Linked DNA regions of Gossypium hirsutum: region 2 is linked to region 1. Evidence: chromatin contacts called from public Hi-C data. All regions are on one chromosome and are shown on one strand. The core of a region is the stretch at or near the end of the contact, and the rest is flanking DNA. Distances in the headings are between cores, read along the strand shown. Region 1 holds the start of LOC107939381 (protein trichome birefringence-like 33). Region 2 holds the start of LOC107936333 (RING-H2 finger protein ATL66).

Region 1 (3,281 bases), core at 208-2,707:
TCAATGATGAAACTACTTTTAAGGATAAATATCAAAATCATATATGAACTTTGATTCAATGTATAATATCATATATAAATTTTAATTTTGTGTAATTTTATACATAAAATTTTAATCTGATTCAATTTCCACAAACAATTATATTAATCCAATATGAAATTAAATGTATGTATTCATTTATTTAAATATGTACAATTAATTAAATCAAAATTTTTTATATACATATATATGAACCATAATTCAAGTTTTATGTGTATAATTGCACAAATTCAAAATTTATATATATCAAATTACATATTAAACTAAAATTCATTTATGATTTTACTATTTATCCCACTTTTTTACCCTTCAAGTCATTGTAATAATGGGTGCATCTATGTTGAAAGAATACTAATTAGGCTTAAAAACAAAGATAAATATTATTGACTTTCCTTGCACTACTAGTTAGTGTTGAAAGAATATCAAATACATATTGGATTAAAAATCAATGAATTATTAAATTAGATGAATATCAAAAATCGATTTTTTTTAACTCGTACGAAAATTGATCATATTTGCTTTTTTTGACACAATGTCTACAACTATTCATAGTCCCTCTCCAACCTATAAATAGAGAGATGATAAGTTTCAGCACACTCGAACCTACGTCTTCCTGCATTGACAACAATACCTATATCAATTGAATTAAGACTCGATCGATCAAAAATTCTTATTCTACAAGATCTATAATCAAAAATTGAGTTGAGTTGAAGCAAAGGCAAGTTGTCTTTACAACAGAAATTGGATCACTTTTTCCTGTTAGCAAATTGATCCCCAACCTAATCACCATTTAATTAATGTTAATCCAAAAATTATTCACCTAAATTAAATTGTTACAAAACAATAAAGTAAAGAAAACCCCCAAAATCCCAACCTCACATGTCAGAAAGTGGCGAACAAACAGAAAGATATGACCTGGTGATCATATGCAACCAATCATTTTGTTTTATTTTATTTTACAAAAGGGTTAAATTCTGATTTCAGTCCCTCAACTGTGCTCAAATTTGAAATTTAGTGTTTTTATTTTGATTCAACATAATTGAACCTTTTGATTTCACAATGTATTAGTTCAAATAGTTAATATTATTAGTGAGATGATGCTTTTAGAATTGGTGCTTCATTGGAGGTGACACTTGCTATATGCAGCCATAATTCGATATTTTATAAAATTATAAAGACCAAATCATGTCAAATTAAAGAGATTTATGTAAGGATTATGGGGTTGGGATCGAAATAGGCACGTAAGAAGGTGACACTTGCTATATGTAACCATAGTCTAATCATTTAGCCAGTTGATATCAAAATGAATCATAATAGAGGGATCAAAAATGGAATTTAGCCTTTTATAAAATTATATAATTTCACTTTCTCACCACACCTACATCACATTAATAAAAGCATTCAACACTTTTCCATGGTATCCAAATACATTAATTATTCATGAACAAACTTCCACAAACAATCAAAACCAAAGAAAAGTTTCTCTGTTCTTCTTTTTCTTTTAAAGAACAAAAATGAAGGCTCCACTTTCTTCATCAACATCATCATCCTCTGGTATTCTTAGAAGGTCTCGTCTCTCAACTTACTTATACATTTTATTAGCTTTCATTGTTTTCATTGCTATCATCCATGGAGAATACTCCATCGCCAATTTTGGCCGAGTTGACCCAATAATCCCCAGCCCAGTTATCTCCACCACACCAGGTGAGTTCATCTTATACTTGACTCAGTCAGTCCAACTCAAACTCAAAAGTCGAGCTCTCTTTGTTTTTTTGGCTGATTTTTCTTTGTGGGGTTAGTGAAGAAAAGGGAGAAGTTGGTGGTGCAGCTGCCGTCATTTGCGGTGGAGGAAAGTGAAGAAGGATGTGATATATTCAGTGGGAAGTGGGTCAAGGACGAGTTGACTCGGCCTCACTATGATGAATCGGAGTGTCCATACATCCAGCCACAATTAACGTGTAGAACACATGGGAGACCGGATACTGAGTATCAGAAATGGAGATGGCAACCCCATGGCTGTGATCTTCCTAGGTAGGTATAATTCCACAGAAAGCCCCTTTAGTTTATTTTTCTATTTTTTTGGTTGATAATTTAAAGCCTCTGAATTTTTTTTTCTTCTTCTTGTGTTTGTTCTCATTGTTTTGTCGACTGATAGAAAAATTGTCCGAATTCATAAACGAACTTTGTCTTGTTCTTTTTGGGTTTTTAGTTGAATTCTTGAAGGGTTTTTAATTATAGGTTTAATTTTGTTATTGATCCTTCTAGTATGCATGTTTCAGTTTTACATCCTTTAACTATTAAGACTAACCGATATTATAAAAAGTAAAAAAAAATAAACTAAATTAAATTAAAAAACTGAATTTCTATAATAAAATTGAATTAAAGCCTAGGGTTAAAATATAATTTGCAATTTTCAATTAAATAATTTTAATTTTCTATGAAATAAATTTAAAATGTGATTAAAAATAGTGATGTTGTTGTTTTCTTGGTAGGCTTGACTTGACTTAGTAAAATTAGAGCTATAAATTAAGGTTTATCTTATAAATAAGTCCCTAAATTATGTCAAAATTTTCATTTTGGTATCTAAATTTTTTAAGTAAAACGAAAGATGAATTTGGGTAGTAAATTGAAGTAATTACGAATTAGTGGGGTTAAATTCTAGGGCCGGCGGTTCAGGGTGCGTGATTGTACACACGTGCCGAACCGGATGGGTCATATGGCCATAGGAATAAGCAAAAGTTGTCGGTGAGGTGTTGGTAGGAAATATTAAGAAAGTGGGACCCATTTTCTTTCATTATTTCCACGTGTCGCTTGATGTGGTGGCTTGTAATATTGTCATTCTGCCACGTGGGATCAATCAGGTGTTGAGTTGGGAACACGTGCAAGCAGGTGCAAGCAAGTCTAGGGACCTGTTCCCATGGGTCAGATCCTGGTCTGGTTTTAAAAAAAGGAATATTTTATTTTTATTTTCTGATTAGTAAATTCATTTTACTGTTCTCAAGTTTTTAAAATATTAAAAAATTATTTTTATATTTTATAATTAATTTGAATAATAAATATTTTTTATGATTTAATTTGAATTCAAATCACGATTGATGAGTGGTTGCTCGAATCTCAACCTATAAATAAATCTATAAATAAATCTATTAATCGATTAGTTGCATAAAAAAATTTAAAATATTAAATTTATTTAATTATTAGTTGCGGTTGAGTCTTAGTTCGATTAACATAAGCATTATTGT
Region 2 (3,421 bases), core at 21-2,520, 250 kb before region 1:
TTTGCTCACCTTAATTAATTACAAACTTTAATTTAAAGATATTATACCAATATATGAATAAGGTTACAATTCAAAGAAAACTAAAATAAACAAAAATCAAAAAACTCGATACGATCAATTGTTGATTACAAATTAAATCAATTGGCATTACAATAAATTATCAATAATTGACTACTTGTAAGAAAAAACCTTAGCATAAATCATCCTAGGATCGAAAAATAAGTCACTAGGCATATTAAGACCCAACACGATCACTCATGTAGGCAATGAGCATGCATCAAAGAATCCATTTTCTATCTACATTCTTTTTAGGCTTAAAAATCCGATAGTATATTGATTGAGTCTTAACTCGATTTGTATTGGTATTATTTTCAGTATAAAAAAACTTGAATTTAAGTGTATTAAAACGTATTTATTCTCCTATTTAAGAGTTAGAATATATTATAAATAAATTTAAACATTGTATCTTTTATATAACCTCAACTCTTCAAGCCTTTTATTTCTTCTTCGAACAACATTTTCAAGCCCAATCCATAAAAGAAAATGGCATTCAAATGGTAAAGAAGGATTTAAGAGGAAAAAAACCCATGAATTTCATTTCTTCACTCAACAAATTAACATATTTGTTTATTTCTTAAAAAAAAAAACAAATAATTCATTGAGTAAATTCATCGAGCACTTTGCAAACCTTTTTCGAAGCACTCATTTGCAAAATATAATTTAAACAAAAAATATTTTTTAAATATTAAAAACATTTTTTTGTTAATTTTGGTTGCTGTTGTTGTTGTTGTCGTCGTCCTTGTTATTGAATTACAATTTGCAGCTGATCTGAGTCAACTCGGACTGAACTTCTACAAAGCGGACAACTCGATTCAGCACTGAGCCACCTATCAACACACTGTGGATGATACGTATGTTTGCAAACCGGCAAAACCTTAACCTTCTCACCATCTTCGAACACACCAAGACAGATACAACACTCACTCGCAAGCGCTTCACCGTCCGTGAACATAGTTACCGGCAAAGAATTAATGGCAGCAACGTCTAGACCACGATTCGGTGGCGGAGGCGGCGCGTGAGAGGTTGGAGACGGCGCGTCTCGATAGAAACTACATACCCATCGGGTGAAAAAGAAGATAAGGACGGAAATAACGATGATGATGATGAAGAGGACAGTGAAGAAGAGGGTTCGGCCACGGATTTGGAAGCCATGGTCACCGAGCTCGGCGTAGTTCCAGTGGAAAAGATGGTTGTTTTGAGATGAAGCCATTGAATTGAATTTTTGAAAGGGGGGAATTGAAAGAGAAGGTTTTCTGAAGGTGTTTTTATAGAAGTGGGGAGACTAAAGTTGAAGCATGTTTGGTAGTTAATATAGGACAGTTGGGGGGAGTTGTGGGGGGATTTTTGTCTGAAACTTTGTTTTTATACTTTCTTACTTGTAGGTTTTTTACAGTTTACTTGTAAAGAAGACAAGTACTTGGGAGAAAAAAAAGTGTGGAATAAAATAAAGTTGTGCTTTCTTTTCGAGATAAACTATAATAGTTACTTTTATTTATTTTAGGCTATATTTTAGTTATTATGTTTAAAATATTATATTTTAATTATTTATGTTATCGCGTTGTAATATTTTAGTCATTGGGTCATTAATTGTTATCAACTGTGTAACGGTAATTAAGCTGATGTGGCATATTAAAATATCATTTCAAACAAAATTTTTGGTTAATTTATACAATCGGTCCCATATTTTTTCTTTTATGTTCTTTTAACTTATTTTTTTCTTTATTTTCCTTTCTCTTCTATTTCTCTCTCTTTGATTTCGTCCATTTTCCATTTCTTTTAACATAGTTTTTTTATGTTTTTCATTTGTCAAAACTAGTCCTTATACTTTTATTTTTTAAAAAACAATTTAATTTTTTCGAGTGAGGCGAGCTTGTGGACTATAGTGTTAACAAATTGAAAATATAGAAAAACTATGTTAAAAGAAATGAAGAAAGGACAAAAACAGAGAGAGAAGCAGAAGAGAATGGAACATAAAGAAAGAAAAATGAAAGTTAAAAGAATATAAAAGAAAAAAATTTGCTCAAAATGAAAAAAGGAAGATGATAAGGGTACCAATTGTAGAATTTAACCTAAAATTTTCGTTTAAAATGATGATTTAATGTGCCATTTCAGCATATCATTACATCGTTAACAATAATTAACGGTTCAATGACTAAAATGTTATAACACGATAACGTAAGTGACTAAAACATAATATTTCAAACATAAGTGATTAAAATGTAACCTGAGGCAAATAAAAGTGACTATTTTGATAGTTTACCCTTCTTTTTGGGTAATATAATTTTTCGCTAAAACAAGATGGAATCAGGATATACGAAAATTGATCGATACAATAGTTAAAATAAATGGGTTAAACTAATTGATTAAAAAACTACTTGGAATTAATAAAAATCGATTATTGAGCGTGTCGAACTAGTTTAATATTTTTAATTTTTTAGACTTTTATAAATTTTTATTTATTGTTGGTCCAATGATCAAATTGATCGAACTAGTTAAACCAGGAACTGATAACCTAACCTGTTCAACCACAAATTGTATCATGAAAATCTATATAAAAAAATTTGGATTAGCTCACAAATATACCATCTTCCCCGTCATGGCACCTAAACTATTTTTTTCTCAAGTTGCTACCTCCTTTAGTCAAACCAATAAATCTATTTTTAAAAAAAATAAAGGCTTAACCCGTAATTGGTATCTAAACTATGCATTTTCTTCCATTTTGATACCTAAATATCTTTTTGATCTCAAATGCTACCTAAACTATTTTTATATTACCTATTTTATACAAAAAAATTATATTCATTAAAAAAAATTCAGCCGATAATAATGTCATTTCATATAAACTTTAAAAAATATTTTTCCTCTTACATTATTTCTCTTTAATTTTTTTATTACTATTCCCTTTTTTTTTTCTTACTTTCTTCTTCTTTTATAATGGATGAAAATATCAACATTGCTCGAAATTCGCCCTCTTGAGGTCGAGATAATGATGATTAATTATGTTTTTGAACTACATCACCTGCCTGCTCAACTTGACGAGATCGAAAAAGTTATTTCATCGATCAAAACCAATGTTTTCAGAATTAAACTGGCCAATACGATTGGAGTGTGAATCAGCTGACTATTAGTCATAAGATTGAAATTGAACTGATTGACATGCAAACTGATACAAAACCAGTTGAACCTAGCTAAAAAACGATTGAACTAACTTTCTCTATTATTTTTAATAATTTATTGATCAAACAGGATGAACTGATCAAACTAAGAATTGGTGGCCTGACCAGTTTGACCATTGATCTGGTTCTAAAAAAATAAAAACAATACATATAAGAGAAAATAATACTTTGTCTTTTCTGTCACA

Evidence for each region. A called contact is a pair of places that touch in the nucleus more often than the background predicts.
Region 2: a contact with region 1 is called in a Hi-C map of hypocotyl, with 1.8 times the contacts expected there. The contact joins the promoter of LOC107936333 here to the promoter of LOC107939381 in region 1. A contact is called at or near these places in 2 of 34 Hi-C or Micro-C datasets (hypocotyl and leaf).

What each region holds. Positions count from the first base shown.
Region 1 is chrA10:117,495,020-117,498,300 of Gossypium_hirsutum_v2.1, reverse strand. It overlaps LOC107939381 (protein trichome birefringence-like 33), which reads left to right and starts at 1,457. Exons shown (of 6, transcript XM_016872710.2): 1 at 1,457-1,743; 2 at 1,839-2,070. The coding sequence starts at 1,554.
Region 2 is chrA10:117,739,801-117,743,221 of Gossypium_hirsutum_v2.1, reverse strand. It overlaps LOC107936333 (RING-H2 finger protein ATL66), which reads right to left and starts at 1,270. Exons shown (of 1, transcript XM_016869037.2): 1 at 803-1,270. The coding sequence starts at 1,270. The coding sequence ends at 803.